Regions from separate parts of the Mus musculus genome. Here region 1 is linked to region 2. A link is a contact called in public Hi-C data. All regions are on one chromosome and are shown on one strand. The core of a region is the stretch at or near the end of the contact, and the rest is flanking DNA. Distances in the headings are between cores, read along the strand shown. Region 1 overlaps Runx1t1 (RUNX1 translocation partner 1). Region 2 has its middle 370 kb from the start of Gm46846.

Region 1 (5,062 bases), core at 921-3,420, 1.3 Mb before region 2:
TCAGAAGTAATGGACTTGCAGCATCAGCTAAGCCAGAAGGAGGTCCTGGCATTGAGCAGGCATCTTCCATTTCTACCAGATCTCCCATCCCCACCTTGCTTATTCTTCTGGTTGATTAAATGAAAAAAGTTTCTGTGTTCCCCAGATCCTCAATTTTATCTGCCCTACTTTAAAAACACATAAATGCTTGGTCTATAGTAAAGTTAAGCTATTCTTTATGTGGAATGTGTGAATTCCTGGCCTGTCCTGTTAGTTACAAGCTTGAGAGCAATACTCCAATTTATATCCTTAGAACACGAAAGTCTCAAAGTAAAAATTGATAAAAACTAAAGGAGGGCCCTGTACAAACCCCTCGTTACCTAATGATGACCATGTATAAGCCCAGGGTGTTTTCTTCTAAGTCTATTTCCTTTTTCTCCCATGTAGCCACTCAGCAGTCTAGGCTGACATGGAAACTCACTATGAGGGCCAGGCTAGCCTTGAACATGCATCCTTTCCCCTTTGTTGGTATCCTAATGATGAATGACAGTGTGTACATGGGGCTTCTAAGTTTATTTTTCCCTGGATATTCCCATCTACTTTTTAGGCTAATAAAATTTTCAAGGCAGTAGATTCTCGCTGAAAATGAAATGGTTTCTTGCTTTATGCCTTAGGTCCAATTTTATACAAATACATGATAGGCACTCCAAAAACATTTTTGAGATAGTACTAAACTTTAGAGACAAAAATTTTAAACTTGCACTTCCTAAAAAAAGGCAAAATAATACACTATTCAGAGCATACATTTTAAATCATTATGAAAATTAGAACAAATAATTGTGGGGCAATGGGCTACGCACAGGACCGGGGTGTGCTGTTCAGAAGGTAGAGATCTCAACTGATTGTTCCCAGTCAGTTACAGATTTAACTCCTGTTCCACAATTTCCCCCACACCCATGGCCTCGCAAATAATTCCCAAATTTCCTTAAGAGTCAGATACTAAGAGCTGAAAAGATGGCTCAGTGGTTAAGAGGACATACTGAGATCAATTCACAGCACCTATGTGCTTGCTCACAATCACTTTTAACTCCAGTTCTAAGAGGTCCAATACCCTCTCTGACATCCTAAGGCTAGTGCACACACACACGGTGCTCTCTCTCTCTCTCTCTCTCTCTCACACACACACACACACACACACACACACACACACGGTACACATACATACACATAAAATTAAAATAAGTAAAAAAAATTAAAGTCAATGAAACTAAACAGTCAAATTACTGTTATTATAATCCCAAACCTAGCTTATTTTCTTCAAAGAAACTTGCTATGGCACCTCTCATGACGCATGCTTGTAATCCCATCACTTGGCAAACGAAGGCAAAGAGAAACAGGAGTTCAAGGACAGCTTGAAATACTAAGCTTGTATCTCAAACAAACAAAAGCAGTTTTCTACCTAGGCCTGGTAGCATACACCAGGAATTTCAGCACTTGAGAGGCAGAGACAGAGGGATTGCTTTAAATCTGAAGCCATTCTGGTCTAAACTCATGAAAGCTACTTAGTAATACCCTGCGTCAAAAAAAAAGAAAAAAAAAAAGCATTTTCATAAAAAGGAGAGTGCAACAAAAACAGGGCATTTTAAAAGCTCAAATAATGTTGATCCTATTTTAGGGATGATGTAATACCATCATCTACAGCCTAGTAAGTATATTTTGCTTCATAATTGAGTCAGCAGTATCAGGCTCTGTGTCTTCTTCTCTACCATTGGTTTAATAACACTGAATAATCCCAGTTCAAGAGAAGTATCCCGAGGGACATGTTGGCGGCAACACCAACACAAATACAACTTACTCCAGACTTTATCTTACTGCAAAAACCATGTCTTTATACTGCTATCCCAGGGCACGCAACCACCAGCTTCAGTAATCCCTTATTTCAGAAAAATAAACAATTTGGGCGGGCTTCAAACTGCTCCTTTGATAAATCTACGGCATGTCTACTCTCCTCAATCAACCTCGGCAAGAGGAGAATAAAGTTTTCCGCTTATGCTGCAGCTGAGGGAAGAGGTACAGCAGCGAACATGGGCTCCCTAAATAAAGGCAAATACTTCTGTCATGCCAAGAAAGGAAGGAGGGAGGGAGGCTTGCCAGAGTCTGCTGGAAGATAACAGTGGGAACTGCTGGTCCATCTGGCTTTCATTCTGCTAACACTCACAGGGAACCAAGAGGGAAGGCAGGCCAGATCCACAGAGCACGTGGCTGAACAGACCGAAAAGGCAAGAGCAGAGGGGGAGGGGGAAATGGGAAGCATGAAAAAAAAACATCAATGAAGCAATAGAAAGAAAGAAAAAGGAGAAACAAGGAAAGAACAAAACAAGGAGAAAGACCCCAAAGGGAGAAACGCTCTCAGAAGCTCCATTTACTAAAGAAGGATCTACCAGCCCGGCCAGTCACCCACCTCAGATGACAAGAATACCTAACTTGAGAAAGTTCACTTAAGTCCTCTGTCCTTTTAAGTACTTACACCAAGAAAAAAAGATACAATATAAAGCCCACCATGGGCTTCTTCTTCAAATGTAAGAGTTAGATTTCTGCTGAAGATAATCTTTGGTATTTCTAGCTCTGTTCAGTTCTAGAAAGATGTTGGACATACTCATAGCTTTAACTGAGAAACATTTTCCACATCAGCCTGGACCACACCTGTAACGTAATGCCTTTACAGAATATCATGATCAAAACAAGTATGAGGGTTTTTTTTTGTGTTAATGTCATCAGTATTTTAAGAGAAAGAACTAGCAATCAATACACGGAAGGAAACCACGAGTTCAAACAGGAATAGACACAGTCTGACCTGATCTATGTGTACATGTGCATATGTAGGATTTCGACATTAGCCAAATTTCTGTGACGGTTGGCTTCTCTGATCAAATGGTTCCAACCCAGAGGCCCTACAAACTACGACAAAGTGGGACCATATGTAAGTCATTCTCTTCTGCTCGACACAATCACCCAGGATAGTGATAGATGAAGAAGTCATCAGCCGGCCTAATCCATGCACACAGAAACGTTCTGCAGCACAGAGATTTAAGATAAATTTGGACAATATGTTTCAAGTATGTGGAGCTCTGTTGCATTTGTTTGGGATTATTTTTTTCCAATGTTTTTGAAATATATATTCTTGAAACTATATAGCAAACAGCACAAGAGCGATGACTTAACCAGAGAAGCACTTCACCCTATTTCAAATTAGAGGACATGCTTAAACCAACATGAGGTTAGAATGTATCACAAGTACCTTTTTTAAGTTAATGAAGATTATACTTTCCTGGTATATCCTTTCTGTTTTTCAGTTGCTAGAAGACAACTTGTGATACTTATTGAAAGAGTGACACAGAAAGGGAGGAAAGAAAAAGACGGATGGAGAAAGGGAAAGAAAAGGCTGAAAAGAAGGTCTGGAAGGTAGGTAAAATAAGGCCTTTACCTCAAATGATTCACGCAGCTTCCAGACAAGACTATCTTCCCTGTGTAGTAACATTCTTCTCACTTGGCAAATATCCAGCACATGTGTACCAAAGATGGTGGCGCATGGAAAAACTTACTTATGGCATAGAAAAATGTATTACTGATACCATTTCAGTGTTGAATTCATTGCCAAGGCCCTCTAGAGGCGAGATGTTTTCATTTCCTTTTTCTTTCTTTGTTCAATGTAAAATGGTATAACATAATCTGGCTTGGCATTTGTCTCACTTGAAGTTAGTTCAAATAGTTCCAGGTGTGTTTTTAAGGGATGCAAGAGAGGGAATCTACAATGGGCTTGCTTACAGGCCATGTGGGAGAAGACCCATGCAAAGGAATTCTTTCAACCATTAAGAGTAAGCCCTCCCTTAGGCTACTTATCCTGAGCCTTCCTTATGCACAGCAAAAATGGGAATGCTATTCTGTGTCTATCTTACAGAGGTGGTAAACTGAATAAGATTATGTGTTTAAGACGCTAGCTCATAGCCGGGCATGGTGGCGCACGCCTTTGATCCCAGCACTCAGGAGGCAGAGGCAGGCGGATTTCTGAGTTCGAGGCCAGCCTGGTCTACAAAGTGAGTTCCAGGACAGCCAGGGCTATACAGAGAAACCCTGTCTCGAAAACAAAACAAAACACCCAAAAAACAAAAATCAAAAACAAACAAACACAAACAAACAAACAAAAAGACCCTTGCTCATCCCTACTCATATCAGACACCAATGTCCTCTATACTTTCCTATGCAGATCTCTGTCTCTTGCAAGCAAGGTCATCAAGCCTGCCTGTCATCTGTCAGTATAGGAGAGATCCATTGCTAGTCCTGGGGTTTGTGGAGCATTTTTTGTTTCTTTTGAGTCTTTCTTTGCTGCTTCCCTCTTTGCAAAATAGCTACTCTTATCTGCATATCTTTTCCTGCCCAATAGAGCTCATACACATACTCTTATGGTTTTCCTCAGCCGCCCAGGCACCAAGCACATCGCCCAATTTTTTAGACAATGTGTATGAGCTACACACACCAACTACTGGAAACGAGAGGTAACTTGATGAACTACTTTCTCTCTTTAATTCTCCCTTGGGAGAGTACTTAATACGTATGTACAGTTGGGTGTGGTGGCACACACCTTTAATCCCAGCACTTGAGAGGCAGAAGTGGATGGATTTCTGTGAGTTCAAGGCCAGCCTGATCTATATATTGAGTTCCAGGCAGCAATGCTACAGCAAGACCCCATCTCAAAAAACAAAACACACTAAAACACACATAACTCACTTTATAGGAAGAGTGACCATGTTCCCTCTTTAAATCTATTAGAATGACTTCAAAGACAAGCAACTTTGACGCTGGAGAGATGGCTCAGTGGTTAAGAGGATTGGATACTATTACAGAAGACCCAGATTCAACTCCCTGCATGCATAGGACAGCTCACAACTGTTTATAACTCCAATATCTGACACCCTCACCCAGACATACATGCAGGCAAACACTAAAATATATGAAAAACAAAACAAAACAAAACAAAAGAAGAAAGATAATCAACCTTAGAGTCATACCAGCCATCAACAGCAAG
Region 2 (5,338 bases), core at 1,739-4,238:
TATGTTTGATTGAAATTCCACTGATTAATTATGTTCTGTGGCCATGCCAAAGAATGCCATTTTCTATTTATGAAAGTGACGGTGTAAATGAAAAGGTGTCCAGTGTGTTGTGTGCCAGGCCTCAGAGTTCTCACACTCTTCCTTCAAGGAGCTGAGGGGAGTTAGCAGCTTCATTCTAAGCTTCCCAACATGCCTGGGAAAGGCCCAGTGGGCAGTTTCAATTATGTCTGATTTATAAATAGAAAAACTGTTTCACAGATGGTGAGAAAAGAAGCTGAGTAAGGGGTTTTCCCAGAGCCATTGGCAGATCACAGCTTGCCAGGCCCACACAATGTCTATGTAGCCACAATCTCTGAAAAAGTTGCCCCCAAAGGACTGGTGAGCACTAGAGTCTACTGTGTGTCATCTGCAACACACACACACACACACACACTTTGAAAGGCAGTAGGGCAGGAGTTGACAGGGCTGTATTGAGGGTAAACAACGCACTGTTGGAACTGCTTGGTTCTAAGGTGCTGGCAGGCACAGTGGGCTCAAGAAATGGTAAGAAGACATCAGGTTCTGCATCAAGAGAAAGAAGGTGGTTGGTTCAGACTGAATAAATATTAGGAAAGGGAAAAAAATTAAGGAAGCTTGGAGCCTTTAATCCCAGCACTTGGGAGGCAGCAGCAGGCAGAATTCTGAGTTCAAGGCCAGCCTGGTCTACAGAGTGAGTTCCAGGACAGTCAGGGCTACACAGAGAAACCCTGCCTCGAAAATAAAATAAAATTTAAAAAAAAAGGAAAAAAAAACAAAGAAAGAAAGAAAGAATGCAAGCTTGGAAAGAGAAGTCAGTCTCTGCAAGTGGGACCTTTGGTTCATTGTCTTTTTTTCTTATGAATTGGATTCAAACTTCACCCAATGGGTTATCTTCTGTAATGTCATAGCCATGGTCATGTGCACATCATTAAAGACTGTATTTTCACTATAATCTTTTTTCTCTCCCTTTGTGTTTTGTGTATGTGTCTGTGCACGCATGTGTGTGTGTGCAAGCACACATGCAAGTGTGTGTGTGTGTGTGTGTGTGTGTGTGTGTGTGAGAGAGAGAGAGAGAGAGAGAGAGAGAGAGAGATCTCAGTCTAAGGAAAAGTCAGAGGCACATTTCAGATTCTTCTATTTTTCTTCACCTTACTTGGAAGCCAGAGTTTTTCTTATTAAAACTGCCTTTTGTTGTTTCCATTATACTGGCTGGCTAGCAAAATCCCACAGTCTTCCAATCTCCTTTCTCCCAGAGCTGGGGTTACAAGTGCACACTACCTTTACATGGGTCCCAGGGAGCCAAATCTATGGAGCATCTTTTAGACACCACAATACTTGTTAGCACTTTCTGTACTTCTGTTGTCACTGCCTGTGATTATTTGCTTGAATAGCCAATAGCTACCTTAACTTACCAAAGGCTTTTATGTAGACATATCCGATTATAGTCCGCTTCAGCCGAAGGGTGGAACAGTAAGCTTTGGTTTTTGTTTTTCTTTTTGTTTTTTAGAGAAACTAGGCATATTTGGCTAAATGACAATAGTTTCGAGGTGTTTCTCAAAAATATGAAATCCCTTTCTTTTCTAATCCTTTTCTTGATTTTCTCCAAAATTAAAGGCTGTCTATTTCCTACCTGTCCCCTATAGCCTGGTGCACTGTAATAGATGGGTAGCATGTATGATTAAGATTCTGACAACTTTGGTTAGCACAGTGAAGCAAAGATGTTAGAAATATTCATGTCATTCAGTGGCTATTTGGCTTTCAATGGTTAAAGGATTTGCTTTCCAATTCTAACTCAGAACCTCCCGGCACTAAAGAAGCTTGGAGTGGTTGTCCATCTTCTGCTTTGTCGAACTCAGTTGTCCTATGCAATATGATATTACAAACTATGTGTACACTAAAAGGTAATGGGCCAAAAATGCTTGATTGCTTAAAAGGGGAGTCTGCTAAATACGAAATTATTGAATTGTTATTATCCTTCACTAAGTAATATATACAACTGTGTTTTAACATTTAATACCATTACTTAACATGTGAAAGTAAATAAATAAAATGGGCTAACAGAGGCAATACCATAATATTATTTAATCTGCAGTTCAAGGTGCATTTAAAAATAATAATTTTGTAAAGAGCATTCAGAAACATTTGATCTTTAAAATGCATACTTTTGCTTATTCTAGTGTTTGTTGATTTGAAGGGTTTGAGGTCAGCCCAGTAAATATTCAGTTTGCTTGGCACAAACTGTGCAGGAATCTAATAGAAAGCAATATTGTTGAAAATGGATATCAATTGAAAACAGAGAGCAGTGTCAACTATTCCCCACTGGGAACAGACAACAATAAAACCAGTCGAGCATTACACAGCCGAGCCTGCCAAATGTCATTAGAGTAGAGAAAAAAGGAAAGGAACATGGTAGGGAAAGAGGCACTTGGCTTTATTTCTTTTTCCTCTGATTTAAAAAGATACACACACACACACACACACACACAAGAGAGAGAGAGAGAGAGAGAGAGAGAGAGAGAGAGAGAGAGAGAGAGAGAGAGAGAGAGAGGTGGGGGAGGGGGAGAAGGAGAGGGAGAGGGAGAGATTGGAGTTTTCAGAGTAAGGATAATAAAATGAGAATTGCCCAAGCCAGTCACACTGTTCCCTTAGGGCTGGCATATTTTGCTTTGCTTCCAAAAGTAATTGTCTTAAGAAAATTTTACAAATATTTGTATTTCTTCGGTTGATTAACACCCCACCCCAAAATTCTTTGGATCGTCTGCATCTCTAATCACAAAGTTCCCAGTTTTAAAGCAACACTATAATGTTCGGTACTATGATCACATTTGGAGCATTGCTTAGTTAATTGATCTGAGTACCTGGCCTTTGCAAAATCTTCATTGTTATTGCCAAGTATCAGTGGAGAGACTCCCAGAAGGAGCAGACTGCAGAAAGCCCTATGGCAAAGAGAGATACTTGCAGCAGCTCTGAAACCTGTCAAATGATGGGATGCAGTTATAGAATGGCTGGGGAAAGGGAGCACGGAAGAAACTGACTTCCCTTCCTCACCTAAATCCCGATTTGAAACCCAGTGGTGTGACCACCCCCTAAACTTCTACTGTATTTGTGGCATTTTCATTGATGACTTGTAAATTTTCAAACAAAGAAAAATTGTCTCCTACAGACAATGGTCAGGCTACTGAACAGCCAGCCAAGAGCTCCCCCTAGTGAGGTTGTATACATATTAACATGAGTTTTCAACCGCACTCCATCGTGCACATGTGAAAGAGTACAAACACACACACATACACAGCTTAGTCTTGACTCACTATTCCAAAATATTATTTATTGATATTCTTTGAGAAGAACATTTTTAAAAATCCCCCAAACTCTCCTGATTATTTTTTCTGCACTGTGCTGTTAAATCCATACCAAGGCTGTACAGCCAGAGAACTCCCTCTGAATGAAAAATTGTTGCAGTGATCAAATCATTTTGAAATAGCAATAATCACATATTGGCTCCCAATCTGCATCCTAAAGTAGATGCTATCAACGTGGAATGTCCTCAGGGGCGGCATATTACTACATAATTAGCATAATAACTTTGTTGTGTAAACAAAATAAAAGACAGACTTGAAGACAAGAAATAATATCTTACAGTGCATTGATGTCTCCAGCTTCTACAGAAAATCCTCCCATCCTTGACCAACCTGTTCTTTCTGTTACAGCAGGGCTGTGATTAAACATGTAAGGATCGGTGCCAGCAGCTCTCTGTGTCAGTGGATCTCATGTGTGAGCACACACGTGTCCATGTATTTTATTGCAGAGAGATGTACAGAACGCTCAACCTCTCCATATTTAACAGAACTAATTTGCGATAATATCTAGTATAGCATCTCCCTAATCAACCCTAATTCTCTCAAATACATTTTGGCTTTCTCCAAAAAGATATTTTATTGGTTTTTATGATCCTTAATAGGACTCAAAAGGGAGAGTAGGGATTATTTAGGGAGAAGGAAGTGGCAAGTGTAGAAATCAGATGCAGAGATGAAAGGGATTTAATGGCTTTCTTAAAATTCTTTGAGAGTCATATCAACATTTTTAGTAAAATACAAATGACTGTGGTTTTATAATTAACAGCTGCTTATGTTAAGTACTGAGTGTCCCCTTGCTCCTGCTAATATTTTTTTTTTCTTAAACCACAAATCCACACGACCAGAGGTAATAGCTGTAAGATGTTGCAGGCACCTTAGAATTTGGTTTTTGTGCTGCTACACAATCACACATGATCCTGGAAGCTGGCAGACAGGAAAATGGCTCAGACAGGAGATGGTCAAAACATGTTGTTCATATTACTGCAATGCTTTCAGCAGAAAGCATATGCATATAAACTCTGAGTTCACTGGGACCCCTTTTTTATGAATGCTATTGCTTTCTTCCCTTGGGGGCTGGTGACAATGTCAGCCTCTGCAATGCTTTGGAGGGACAACCTGCAATGGAAATACACACAATACAATGTGATGTATCTTACAATATTTCATAAAGTACATGTTTTACAAATTCGTTTAATGTACCCGAATATTTGTCTTTTCCAGGCTTGTAAACTTCTATAAGACAACAGCGATGACAAAAAGACAGGTAAGGGCAGGGGAGAGAGTGGGGCCGAGGTACTTCATACAGGGAGAGGTGGGGCTATAATTTACTGCCATCGGCCACTCTGTTAGGGCTTAGACTTCACGTTGGTAAAACTCACACCTGTGTTGGGCTTATTCTCATGCAGGTTGTGAGCGCATGATTCAGCCTGCAGAAACTGGCTTTCCTTCCTTACAAAAAGGAAAATTATAATGCTCAACACCTCCCTGAATCAAAATGAAGCAACCATAGAAAGAACTGAATTTAGACCTATTATGTTAATTAAAATTCTGTCAGCATCTCTGAAAGTGTAATTTGGCCCAATGTGTTAAAAAAACAACAACAACAACAACAAAACATCATGAAAATTAGCTAATGAATATTGTGCAGTCACTTTCCTAACATAAAATAACTCAACCATTTAAATTGCACGGATTCCAAAATGGCCTAATTTACAATACATTTTTTTCTGGTTTGTTGTAGGAGAGCTTAACCTAATAGCGTGGTGAGATTGCATCCTTTTTAAGTCCTAATTCTTTATAAATTAACAAGAGACTGAATATTCATACGAGTTTGGCTACTACATGCCTACATATTAAACTCTGATGATCTTGACTGATGCTCAACAGCATCAATCAGAGTTTGGTCCTCCCATCACCTCACATGCGGTTCAGAATGGGCAGTCTCAGGCTCTTGTTGACAATTACAT

The links. Hi-C and Micro-C count contacts between places; a contact is called where the count stands out from the background.
Region 1: a contact with region 2 is called in a Hi-C map of cortical neurons, with 2.0 times the contacts expected there. The contact joins two enhancer-like sites. A contact is called at or near these places in 1 of 484 Hi-C or Micro-C datasets (cortical neurons), 1 of 115 datasets of contacts at active chromatin or transcription factors (SST interneurons) and 2 of 9 other capture datasets (embryonic tail and embryonic trunk).

What each region holds. Positions count from the first base shown.
Region 1 is chr4:13,830,224-13,835,285 of GRCm38.p6, reverse strand. The region is part of intron 1 of Runx1t1 (RUNX1 translocation partner 1); the gene reads right to left. Among named protein-coding and RNA genes, the nearest start is that of Runx1t1, 48 kb to the right of the region's middle. Within about 2 kb of position 2,170, at least 75 of the 459 cell types and tissues checked have an H3K27ac peak or open chromatin away from gene starts, as enhancers often do. A contact at or near this core is called in SST interneurons and cortical neurons, where this site is marked.
Region 2 is chr4:12,536,666-12,542,003 of GRCm38.p6, reverse strand. No RefSeq gene overlaps it. Among named protein-coding and RNA genes, the nearest start is that of Gm46846, 370 kb to the right of the region's middle. Within about 2 kb of position 2,988, at least 32 of the 459 cell types and tissues checked have an H3K27ac peak or open chromatin away from gene starts, as enhancers often do. A contact at or near this core is called in SST interneurons and cortical neurons, where this site is marked.